2 separate regions of the Sus scrofa genome follow, and region 2 is linked to region 1. Evidence: chromatin contacts called from public HiChIP or PLAC-seq data. All regions are on one chromosome and are shown on one strand. The core of a region is the stretch at or near the end of the contact, and the rest is flanking DNA. Distances in the headings are between cores, read along the strand shown. Region 1 overlaps FANCC (Fanconi anemia group C protein). Region 2 overlaps C10H9orf3 (aminopeptidase O).

What was found. HiChIP or PLAC-seq counts read pairs in DNA pulled down with a chosen protein or histone mark.
Region 2: a contact with region 1 is called in an H3K27ac HiChIP or PLAC-seq map of skeletal muscle. The contact joins two enhancer-like sites. A contact is called at or near these places in 4 of 47 Hi-C or Micro-C datasets (embryonic fibroblasts, epiblast stem cells, fetal skeletal muscle and 1 more) and 1 of 2 datasets of contacts at active chromatin or transcription factors (skeletal muscle).

Annotation. Positions count from the first base shown.
Region 1 is chr10:27,046,459-27,052,388 of Sscrofa11.1, forward strand. It overlaps FANCC (Fanconi anemia group C protein), which reads left to right. Exons shown (of 14, transcript XM_021064601.1): 13 at 2,006-2,186. Among named protein-coding and RNA genes, the nearest start is that of MIR24-2, 30 kb to the right of the region's middle. Within about 2 kb of position 1,688, at least 16 of the 83 cell types and tissues checked have an H3K27ac peak or open chromatin away from gene starts, as enhancers often do. A contact at or near this core is called in skeletal muscle, where this site is marked.
Region 2 is chr10:27,142,136-27,148,599 of Sscrofa11.1, forward strand. All of the region lies in intron 14 of C10H9orf3 (aminopeptidase O), which reads right to left. Among named protein-coding and RNA genes, the nearest start is that of MIR23B, 65 kb to the left of the region's middle. Within about 2 kb of position 3,131, at least 39 of the 83 cell types and tissues checked have an H3K27ac peak or open chromatin away from gene starts, as enhancers often do. A contact at or near this core is called in skeletal muscle, where this site is marked.

The DNA of each region.
Region 1 (5,930 bases), core at 438-2,937:
TGGGCCCGGGATCCAGCATTGCTGTGAGCTGTGGTGTATGTAGGTCACAGACATGGCTCAGGTCCTGCATTGCTGTGGCTGTGGTATAGGCTAGAAGCTGTAGCTCCAATTTGATCCCAGCTTGGGACCTTCCATGTGCCATGGGTGCGGCCCTAAAAAGTTAAAAAAAAAAAAAAGAAAAGAAAAGAAAATCCATTCTAACGTAAATTCTACCAATATGATATCAGGTACCTCTTACATGTGTTCTTTCCCTAGAAGCATTCGCGTTGAGGCTTTGCTGAATTCTTTGTAACATCATACCCTTCCGCTTCCTCTCAGCTTCCTTGCTTTTAGAGTAGAAGTATTTTATTCATTGTCTCTCCTAGCCTCCTCAGACTGTCTTCACGTGTTCCTTTGGCAGCTGCTCCCTCTTGATCTTCTCTGCCCTCTCAGCATCGAGCCAGTGCTCTTCTGTTCATCGTCACTGCTGCAGGCTTAGGCGCCAGTTATTCACTCCTCCCCACCGCCACCACCAAGACTCTTAGCAGTGCAGGAGACAGAAGTCTGGCAGCCAAGCGGGGATCAGAGGATTGGCCACAGTAACGACCTGCCATAGCCTGGCAGCCCCATACACACTCCTGGCCGTCTCTGTTGAAGAGCAGAACCTAGAGCCGAAACCTCATGGGGCTCCTGGTGAACCCAGATCCGCCTCAGCTCGTTGGCGGGGCCACCTGCAGGGAGGGGTCTATGAGCAGCTGAAGGCACCTCCCAGCCAGCCCCATGGAGGTGCCTTGCACACTCAGCTGCTGGAAGAAGAGAGGGAGAGCGACCAGGCCTTGAGCCCTGATCCAGGCACACTGCCCACCTGGGAGCAGGGAGCGCGGGGGAGCCCCGCGGCTCAGCTTCCTCATCCGTGAGGTCTGCAGGGCAGAGACCCCGTGGAGCCTGTCCCTGGCTTTCGAGACATAACCCAGCGCACTGCCCATGTGCCCTGGTCCATCAGCTCGCCCTCTCGTGGGGACAGGTGTAACCTGCTCCCCTTCTTCCCTTTCGGTCCGCTGCTTTGCAAGCCGGATTTCAGACCATTCATCACTTGTTCTCAGGAGGACTTGGACAGCAGGAAGCAGTGACTCAGGGAGGTGGGAACAGTGCTCGGAGCTTGGGGATCCCAGGGACCAAGCAGGGGAATAGGCGCCCCAATCCAACAAAGACGGAGCCTGCAGCAAGGCTCAGAGCTCCCCTCTTCCAGGAGCTTCGGGCCAGTCCTGCTCCATTTTTCCCAGGGGAGATGTCAAACTGCTGGCACTGTCACTGTGCAAAATTAATGGTCCTTCCCTCAGCAGATTCTCCTCTTGAACTGCAGCTCCCAACTCCCCGTGTGACAAAGGATAGCCTCACAAAAGCTTTAACCTCTCAGCATTGAGAGATACATGATGACAGGAAAGAATACAATATACAGCTCATTAAAAATTCGTAATTGCCAAAATACTAACCAGAACCTTGTGTTTTGCAAGAAAAGCAATAGCACACGTTTCTGCCTGCGTCCCTCCTCTGGTCTCCGTCTGCACCCCAGGGAGTCCCTGCTTTCCTGGCTCGGGGCTGCCCTGGTGGCGGCCTTGCAGCTGTGAGGCCCCGCTCTCAACAGCAGCCCAGCTGCGCAGGCCACGCAGAAGGCAGAGCGGCGCCTGAGGGCTCTCATCTTGCATCACGCTCACTGGCCCTGGGCCAGCATCTTCCTTTCTCAAAGGCCAGTGCTCACTCAGGGTCCCTGGATGTAACGATTTCAGTGTCTGAGGTCCTCAGGGCACTGGAGGCTTTGAGAGGCAGGCCTTTGGAAGGCCCGGGACTGGTTCAGGGTGGCATTGTGAGCTCTCTTCCTGCGTCTAACTTGTATCCCTTGCAAGTTGTACTCCAGTGGATAAGAACAATGGGAGCCAGCCATTCGCAAACATTACAGTTGCTTTAAGAAACTAAAGGAGAAAGAAATCACGTTGCCCGGCTGCCATGTGTTTTGGTTCTGTTCCAGGTCCTACGGAGGCCCCTTTGAGAGCTGGTTTTTGTTCGTTCACTTTGGAGAATGGGCTGACATCGCGGCTGAGCAGTTGCTGATGGTGGAGGCTGAGGCCGAAGCCCCTGAGGCCCTGCTGTGGCTCCTGGCATTCAGCGGCAGCCCAGGCGCCGGGCGTCGGCAGAGATCACAGACCATGGTGGGTGGCAGGGTCCACGGCGAGTGGCCTCCGGGGCTGGTCTCTTGGGAGCAGAAAGGAGCCTGCAGGAAGGGGCTGGGCAGTAGCTTGGCTTCCCCTGACCCGAGACCCTCCCCACCAGCCCCTCGGGGTTTGCGCGTGGAGCCATGCGTGGGCTGGGACGAGAGTGGGAACTGGGCCTGTGATGAACTGGAGGCCACTCTGCTCTTGTCCCCTGGGTCATTTCCCCTCATGTTGCCTGCAGCCACCCTGTTCTGATTTATAGGCGCGCCTGGTCTGGGGCCGCACCCTCCACGGATCATCTCGGGGTCTGACTGCTTTTCTGAGGAGCGGCCTGGCGGGCTCTGCTTCTGTCTTGACTGAACTCCTGTCTTGGATCAGTCAATAGATCCTCACATTACGGGCTTTGTTGAGAACTCTTACTGAAGTAATCACCTGATATTAACCACTTAGCTTCTGCAAAAGGACATGGTCATTTTCTAAATAACAGAGCAGCAAAGTACAAGAGTGGCTAACTGTCCGTGGAAAGACAGTTGTTATTTTGTGTGGAATAGAATAATTACAGGAGCAGCACTCTGATTAAAGGCATCGGCGCCTTCCTTGCAAACATTTATTTGCTGGTTTTTAAAAGTTCAACTGCCAGAGCTTTTTGTTGATTTTAATAATTAAAGGGAGCAGGTTTCTTTATGTAGAGAGCAGTGCTCCTATTTGCCTGGTGTGTTCTGCAGTTTGAAAACAAAGACCAGTTCAGATGTGTCTGTATATTTTACTTGTTTAAAGGTATGTTACATGGCAGAGGGAAGAAAAGAGTTTGGCATTTTAAAAAGCTAAAATTTGGTGATGATTTTGGATCAAAAATAGAATTTTTTTCAGAAATGAACATTATTTGATTGCCTGCTGATTAAAAAGAAAGCCAGATTTTTTTCCCTTTTAAAATATCACATGAAACTGATGAAAGAGAATCCTGGTTGGTTTTCATCATCTTTTAATAATAGTTAAGATGTACGAAGCACTAACGATTTCTGAAGCTATTATGTACACTTTATTTTGATTCTGTATAAGCTAAATTGGTAGGTTATGTGTTCTATTCCATATAGATCATAGAAACTGACAGAGATTACTTTTGAAGTATAGAGACTTATTTCCTCTATACTTCAAAGTTGTCCAATGAGACTTATTTTCTTCTTTTTTTTTTTTTGTCTTTTTGCCATTTTCTTGGGCCGCTCCTGCAGCACATGGAGGCTCCCAGGCTAGGGGTCCAATCGGAGCTGTAGCTGCCGGCCTACACCACAGCCACAGCCACCGCCACAGCAACTCGGGATCCAAGCTGTGTCTGCGACCTACACCACAGCTCACGGCAATGCTGGATCCTTAACCCACTGAGCAAGGCCAGGGATCGAACCCGCAACCTCATGGTTCCTAGTTGGATTTGTTAACCACTGCGCCACGACGGAACTCCCCTCTTTTGCTAACTTTAATAGAATCATAACAAAAACCATGACTGTCTATGTTTGCATACTCTTAAGAATTAGGTAAGCATTCATACTCCTTAACGCTGTCATTCTAGTTGTAGAAATTACTCTAAGGGAGTAATTAGCCATGCAAGGCTTTATGTACAAGAAGATCATTGCAACATTTTTTGTTAGTGCAGTAATTGGAAATGGCCTAACTTTCAATAGGAAGGATACTGGCTAAATAAATTGTGCTGGATTATAATCATAGACTCGCCTTCTACCGAGAAAAATCATGTTATCGTGGCGTATGTGCTATAGATTATGGTAAGGTGCTTGTTGTGGACGATGAGGAGAAAACTCCAGAACACAATACCTTGTGTCTAGTGAGTGCTGTGTCCACAGTGCATCTCAAAGAGATGACAAGGATGGAAACCTCATTTTAACAAGCCTGTCTGGATGGTGGAATTAGAGTCTTTAGAATTCTTTTTCTGTTTACTTTTTTGTTCAAATATTTTACAGTGAACATATATCAATTTTTGTAACGCAGGATTGAAAATTAATGCTTTGAAAAGAAAGCTTGTATGTTGTTTCTGAAACATTCTAGAAAGCATTCAAGTTCTTGGCACACGAGGGAGGCATTTGCAGGGCAAGATGGGCTGGAGTGAGAGAGAAAGAAGAGCACATCTCGGGGGATATTGGACGAGGGGAGAAAATCAGATGTCAGGAAGAAAACAGATATGGAGGCATCCTGAGCCCTTTGGAGACCCACGGAGATGGCAGGCTGGTCCTGGGCTCCCTCAGACGCCATCAGATGGGGCAGCGGGGCCCAGCCAGAGCAGAGAGGTGGAGGCGGTGGCCCCCTCTTGTTGAACCGCTGCCCTCCTCCATGGAAGAGCCTCGTGGAGCAGCTTCTCACGGTCTCCTATTGTGGTCAGAATCGCTCACACAGCACTCCTCATGTCCTGGCGTTTATGACAGACTTCAGTGAATGAAGCCTTAACTTCCAGGAAAAAAAAAAAAAACACACACAACTCACACAAGATCCATAAAAATTGGTCATGGGAACGTTCCGAGGCGGCCTCAGGATTCTTTTGAAAACGATGGAACTGAGCTGTTCCTGGGTTCATGTAGCCTTTGGATCGGTGGCTTTCAGGGTCTGCTTTGTTTTCCAAGTCACAACTCGATGTACCAGTCTTACAGCAAACAGAAGTCTCAGCGTGAACTAAGTACTTTTTATGCAAAACAACCCACAGACCTGTAACAATCACTATTATTATGTGGATTTCGCAGACTTGTGACCTCTGCTTGAGCTTTAGACATGTATGAACAGATTGTTCCAGCATCTAAAACAGAATGTGTGTGTGTGCACGCACACACTCGCACTTCCTCCCCACCAGAGATGGCAAGAGGCAGAGCTCTTATCAGCACGATGGCTCAGTGGAGGGCCGAGCACACGGGGCTCTCACTGATCTGTGGCTGTGATAGTGAGCGAGTCTTCAAGGGGCCTTTTGTTCTTTTTCCCACAATATAAAACCCTGACTGCCTTCTGCTGAGGTCTTTTCTCCATTTCCGTCCATCCAAAAAAAAAAAAGTCACTTCCTGGCATGGTGCCCTGGCTGCTTAGTGAGCAAGACGAAAGTCGAGAAACTTCCATTGCACCCACTGGGGTTTGTGTGGCCAGTGTGTAAACCCAGACACCTGCCACCCCTTCCACCCTCTCTCGGGCGCCAGTTGTCCTCTTTCCTTGGGGTTGCTGCTCGTTACCGAATAGTCTAGAACCACATGGGTCCTGACTCTTCTTTAATCTCTCCCTTTTGAAATTGTACTTCCAGGCAGAGGTGAAGGCCGTGCTCGGCCGCCTCACGAAGCTGCTCAGGAGCCCGACCCTGTCGGCCAGGGACCTGCAGGCAGCAGCTGGAGGGGGCCGGGGTGGGGATCCCAGCCCGCCCGCTTGTGGGCAGCTCACCAGGCGCCTTCTCCTGAACTTCCTGCTCTGGGCCCCTGGAGGCCGTGCGATTGCCCGAGAAGTTATCACCCTCGTAAGTCTCCCCCTTTCCAGCCTCCTGCTTCTCATCCACACCCCAGCGAAAAGGTGGGTTAGGACCCGAGGGCCCCGCCTTTGAGGAGTGTGTGTAAGCAGCCTGCTGTCCCCTCGTGGCTAGAGGCGGCGAGGGGACAGCTGGGCCAGACCCACACCTGCCCTGTGCCACATTTGCAGGGCCTAGAAGGGAAAGGAGGCCCAGACAAGGCCGGGGACTTCTCCCGGGCCACATGGCACATGGCCTGGACC
Region 2 (6,464 bases), core at 1,881-4,380, 97 kb after region 1:
CCAATTCGCCCCCTCGGCTGGGAACTTCCATACGCCGCAGGTGTGACCCTAAAAAAGCAAAAATAAAATAAAATAAACTTCATAGGGGAAAAGTAAGGATCAGGTGAGTAAAAGTGGCAACCTGCCTAATCTGATGGAGCTGGCTGGCTAGTATAACACTTGACATAAAAATTATCCTACATAAAAAAAAATTTCCTTCCCATAAAAAATTCAAGCATGCTCATAATTTAGAGGGCATGTGGAGTTTCAATCCTTAGCAATTAAGAAGCTGAAGTCGGTCCACAGGGTTTTATCCAGTGACCCTTTTAACTACTTGAAAATGATGTCTGATTATCAAATAACCTTATGGCTTATCTATAAAAGCTTCTCTCTAAAAAATATTGATCCTTGATTTACATGAGCAAGGACATTCTGAGAAGCCTTCTTAAAATCATGCATGACCCATTACTCAAGTTGAGACAAACACCAGGCCATTTCTTCTGTGTGAGGGTTTCTCTCCATAAGTCAGCACCTGGGGAAACTAACTATTCCAAGCCAGTACTGCATAAGAATGATAGCTACTATAAATTCCAATCTCTATAGTTCCAGGGTGTGTGTATGTGGATCTCTCAACACTTTGTTTTTAAAAGCTTCCTGGAATTATGTAGTGCTCAGGACACCAGCAAGCATTGTATTTCTTGATGGCCAGACCTTCTGCAAATTGATCTTACTTTAATTAAGACCTGAACCCAGGAGTTCCCGTGGTGGCGCAGTGGTTAACGAATCCCACTAGGAACCATAGGGTTGCAGGTTCGATCCCTGGCCTTGCTCAGTGGGTCGAGGATCCGGCATTGCCGTGACCTGTGGTGTAGGTCGCAGATGCAGCTCGGATCCCGTGTTGCTGTGGCTATGGTGTAGGCCGGTGGCTACAGCTCTGATTAGACCCCTAGCCTGGGAACCTCCACATGCCACGGTAGTGGCCCTAGAAAAGGCAAAAAGACAAAAAAAAAAAAAAAAAAAAAAAAAAAAAAGACCTGAACCCAAATCAGTAAGACAGCTCTGATGATTTCAACTAAAATTCTGTTTGGAGGATCCTAGTGGAAACTTCTAAGAGATTCCAAGGCAGTATTTCCCCAAGGCAGGGGCCCCACAGAGCAGATTCCTGTGTCAGCCTGGGAGACAGGTGCACCTCTTAGGCATGGCTGGGACTTGCCAGAGAAGAAATGGGGCTGCCTCCCTGGCCTAATTCTGGGGATACTTCAGCTGGCCCATAGATGCAAGGCTGCTGTTCCAAACCCTAAGAGCCTCTGCAGTCATTCTTCCTGAGGCTACGTTTCCTAAGGCTCCTTCCGGTCTTGTTAATATACCACGGATTACAAGTAACTTTAAACCCTGATAACAGTATTGAAAAAGCCCAAACCAATAACATTAATAACGACTGTGGGTGAGCAATGATGCAATGGCAACTCTTTAAGGCTAAGTGCTTTACGGTTAACGATTTTACAGATGAAGAAATTGAGGCTTATACAGGCTAGTCTATTCAAGATAAAAAACTGAGGCTTACACAGACGAATCTATTCAAGATAAAAAAGCTAGGAGTTCCCGTCGTGGCGCAGTGGGTTAACGAATCCGACTAGGAACCATGAGGTTGCGGGTTCGGTCCCTGCCCTTGCTCAGTGGGTTAAGGATCCGGCGTTGCCGTGAGCTGTGGTGTAGGTTGCAGACGCGGCTTGGATCCCATGTTGCTGTGGCTCTGACGTAGGCCGGAGGCTACAGCTCCGATTGGACCCCTAGCCTGGGAACCTCCATATGCCGCGGGAGCGGCCCAAGAAATAGCAAAAAAAGACAAAAAAAAAAAAAAAGATAAAAAAGCTAGTAAGAGGGAGTTCCTGTTGTGGCTCAGTGGTTAACAAACCCAACTAGCGTCCATGGGGACGCGGGTCCGATCCCTGGCCTTGCTCAGTGGGTTAAGGATCCAGCGTTGCTATGAGCTGTGGTGTAGGTCACAGACATGGCTCAGATCTGGTGTTGCTATGGCTGTGGTGTAGGCTGGCAGCTACAGCTCTGATTCGACCCTTAGCTTGGGAACCTCCATGTGCCACGGGTGCGGCCCTAAAAAGACAAAAAAAACAAAAACAAAAAAAGCTAGTAAGGGGTGAAGAGGGGACTTCAACCACAGCATGAAGGACTATTGGATCGGAGAAAGAAAATGTACTTGACGACTTCGATTTGATTCTAACAGCATCGATGACCCACAAGGCATTAGCTGGGGCCATCTCCAAAGTTCTGCGGAGAGAGAAGTGAACAGAGACCACACATGTTCTGGGAAAAGGAAAAAAAGACACGTCCATCCATAACAGAGTAACCTTTCTCTTGCTAAGAAAACTAGTCTCGGGGAAACTGCGCGGGGGGGAAATGCTCTTGACGAATGAATTCTTTCTACCAAGCTACTGTTAAAATTCAACTATTGCTAAAACAACATTTTCTTGTTTATTTTGATTTTGAATTATTTCTGATATTAAGACTTACTATAATGAACTGTCTTTCTAGAAAAGGAAGTATTTTCAAATATGCTGGTAAGAGTTTTTCACAGGAAAATGTCCCACCATGAATACCACAGCAATATTTCTTTAAAGAAGTATTTAAATGATGTGTCTCATCCTCCCAGATTATTGCAAGGTTATCAAAGACAAGTAATAAGAATACTGACGGTCACACAGATTTATAAAACCTCCCTCTCTCTTCTCTGCAGCAGGGCATGACTGCAAAACAGATCTGATACAAAAAATGAAAAACGAAGAAACTACAAATACGTGTTCAAAAACTTGAACAATCGCTGATGGTTACTTCGCTCTCCTCTCGGCCTCCTGGCTAAGAATCTGAACACCAGGCCAAGGAGTCTTGCAGCAACAAGTCAGAGTTCCTCTCCTTTTTTATCTTGAACTCCATCAGGATTACGGCTGTTCCCACAAAATTGAATGTGAAGTTCAGCAAAACTAAACAAAAAACATTATCTTTCACCTTCTGTTCTGGAGCCAGGTCTGCTCCACCTTCACTTTTTCCACTGAGCCTCTCCCTAGGATGGCTCAGGATAACAATGACTTTGCATTATGCACAGGGCAGTTCTTGGGGAGCATGAGTCAGAGGCAGACGCAGACACCAACAGCGCCAGCTCTGGAAATAACGGCTGCAGCTCTTTCCTCCAGGGTGGAAGGTGGTGGTCACCAAGCCGGCCTTGCCCAAACCTCCCCTGCTGGGAGGTCAAAGGCCAGGGAAACAGGTAAAGTGTGTGTGTTCGCAGGCACGGGCACCCGAGCTGTACACGCACATCAGCAATCCTTTGTTGGAAGCAAATTCAGCATGGTTTGGATCTGTTTTGTGATAATCTGGTGCTCTATGATTAGGTAAAGCTATTGTTGACTAAGCCAGTGACTTAATCTCTAATAAAGCCTCAAGGTACGCTGAGATTAGGAACACGGGAGTATCATCTATGCCTTCTCTCCAGCGCCCTTCCTTCTGCTGGGAGCGGGGGGGGGGGGGCTCCACGAGGCTGAAACAGCTTCTCATTTGGGACGGCATCTGCCAGTTGTGTTGCAGAGAAAACCCGGGCAGCTTCTTTCCCAACCCATAATATTCCTACTCACTTTGCCCTGCCAAATGTACACAGAGTTCTGGGGAACTAAACCTTTTATGATCCAAGTTCAGCATTTATCGATACTGTTTTGTGGGTGGAGGTGGTTTGATTTGGCCTGTAAGCTAACAGCCAAGTTCAGCAAGACCGCAGAAAAACTTCCTTTTAAATGTGCAATACATCAAGGCGCGAATGCATTTAAACATGGAAAGCAGCCTTGCACTTTAGATAAAAAAAAGATAACAAACATTAAAAAATATTTGCACAGACTGAAGAAAAGGCATTTGTAAGTACCTTTAGAGCCTTCCCAAATAAAATGCCTTGTTCTCGGGTCACACTATTGTTAGATGAAAAAGAGCAAAAATATTTTCATGTCACAGCTGCTTGGTCCGTGACAAACATGACAAAAACTTCAGATAATCTGTGCCTTGTAAAGTTCACTAAAGGCAAAATTTCACACTGGCCCTAACACCCTTCCAGACACCCAGCTGTCTCACCACGAAGTCCTGCCCGCTCGGAGCCCTCAAGGTCTGACCCAGTCCACGCCCACCCAAGCCAGGATGGGAGGGTCCTCGGGAAACTCACTCTGGACGAGGTTCTAGGCCACCAGGGCTGGACTGGGAGTGCCCCGCTGCATCTCCCGGCACTTCTTTCCCGCCGCCCTCCGGTGCCTGTGCCCCACAACGTGACAACGACCAGCCACACACGCTTCTCCCCAGGAACGCAGAGCTGCTCCGCTTCTACGGCTTCTTTTGAGGAGCTGCCCAGGCAGACAGCTGGAGAGAGCAGCGCCTGGTCTCAGGCCAGCACCACGGACCTCCGCGTTCTCACATGTAAACCAAGGGTTGGAGGGACAGAGGCCACAAGACTTCGGCCGACGGCCTGACAACCCCGGTTCTGCACCGGCTTCCCAGGGGATGCGCGCATGCGCAGCAACGCGAGCGCCTAGGCACCCCCGCTCCCCCCAAGCCGTCTCCCGACTCCGTGTACTCTTGTGGCCCAGCGCACTCAAGTGCCAGGGACCTCGAGTGGCCTTCACGCTCCTCCAAATGCTTGAGCTATAATTTTTTCCGGTTATTTTAGACAGCTCCTTGCTGGTGATGATTTTGTTTTCTGAAGTTACCGGAACGCTTAGTTCTTCCCGGTGTTCCACGCAGCAGCACTGCCCAAAGATGAGCTTCCCACAACTCCGAGAACCAGGTTCTCTTTGCCATCGAGAAACATGGCCACTCAACATGACCAAGAATCATTTCAGAGAATATAAGCGTTTCAAGACAGCTGCCTGTATGAGAATTCACTTTTTGTCATGAAATACATTAAACATTGCAACCGTGCCTCCTGAAAGGTAACAGGGGTAGTTCTTCCCTCACACCAGAAAGAAACGGTGCAAAATGACAACAGAGGAGGAGTAATGCCCAGTATTAAATGTCTTTCATGAGCTGGTATGTGTATAAACGCCGTCAGCCTTCAAAGGAACTTCACATCAAAATAGTTTGGGCAAAAGAAACAAGAGCAACAACTGAAGGCTAAAAAATGATTATAGACTGACCTAAAATGGAGCTCTGCTAGAATAGAAATCCTATCCGCAGCCTAAAGAGCACTTTGAGAGCTTCCAGTTTGGAACAGGAACAATGACAATTTATTCTACTATAAGTGGACCAACTAAAGAGAGACGCAAATGAAACTGCAGAGTAGTGCTGAGAAACAGGATCGGTCTTCTTGAATAAAGCCAAAGGATAGAGACATACTTGCATGCGAACTACTGCTATATTTGCTGCAGACCAAAGAACAATGACAGGAAGAAACCAAGGCTGTTCTTTTTCTCAGTCTGTAAATAAATTTAAGAATGTTTTCCTGTCTCACTATTGTGGAGAAGAACAAAACCAAATGACTGGTGTCTATCCACATGCCATTAGGTAATCAGTGTTTTACCATCTTATTTGAAGAGATGCTCTAAAATGTACTTACACTTAGTAAGCGCCAGCTGTTTTAGAGAAGACACCTCACTTCAGTCCCACAAGGCCCTGGGAAGATGAGTATCTGCCCCTTCTGATGGGATGACATGTGGTGGCACAGTCAGCAGGGGGCCACCTTGGGAGCCAGGCCTAAGCCACCCAAGGCCTGCGTACTACAACTGAGGAGCTGGGAAGGCACCCCTCACAGGCAACAACTGGATGTCATCAGACAAAATTCCAGACACATTAAGAATGGATCATTCTTCAAGGATCAAAAGAAAGCCACAACCTGGAGTTCATGTCGTGGCTCAGTGGTACACTGCCCTGACTAGTATCCATGAGGCCTCGGGTTCAATCCCTGGCTTTGCTCAGTGGGTTAAGCATCCAGAGTTGCTGTGAGCTGTGGTGTAAGTCACAAACACGACTCCGATCTGGTGTGGCTGTGGCTGTGGCGTAGGCTGGTGGCTACAGCTCCAATTGGACCCCTAGCCTGGGAATTGCCATATGCCGCGGGTGCAGCCCTAAAAAGATAAAAGAGAAAAAAAAAAAGAAAGAAAGAAAGAAAGAAGAAAGCAAGCAAGCCACACCTAAAAAGGCTACATGGACAAAGAGGACCCTGAGTCACAGGGAGTCAAAAATTCCAACAACTCCAATTGATGCATGAGGACTCTAAGCAGTGACTCATTTGGGGACCTTGAGTGAGTCTGTAAAACAGAGGACAGAAAGCATATTAGGATTATCTAGACATTATAGACCCTCACAAGAAATAAAAGCCTTCAGTATGAAAAGCATGGTTCAACACCCATGAGAACAGCTAAAGAAGTCTGATGGTACCAAGTGTGGATGAGGTAGCAAAGACGTAACCTTAAACAGTGGAATTCTTAGTAGTTTCTGAAAAA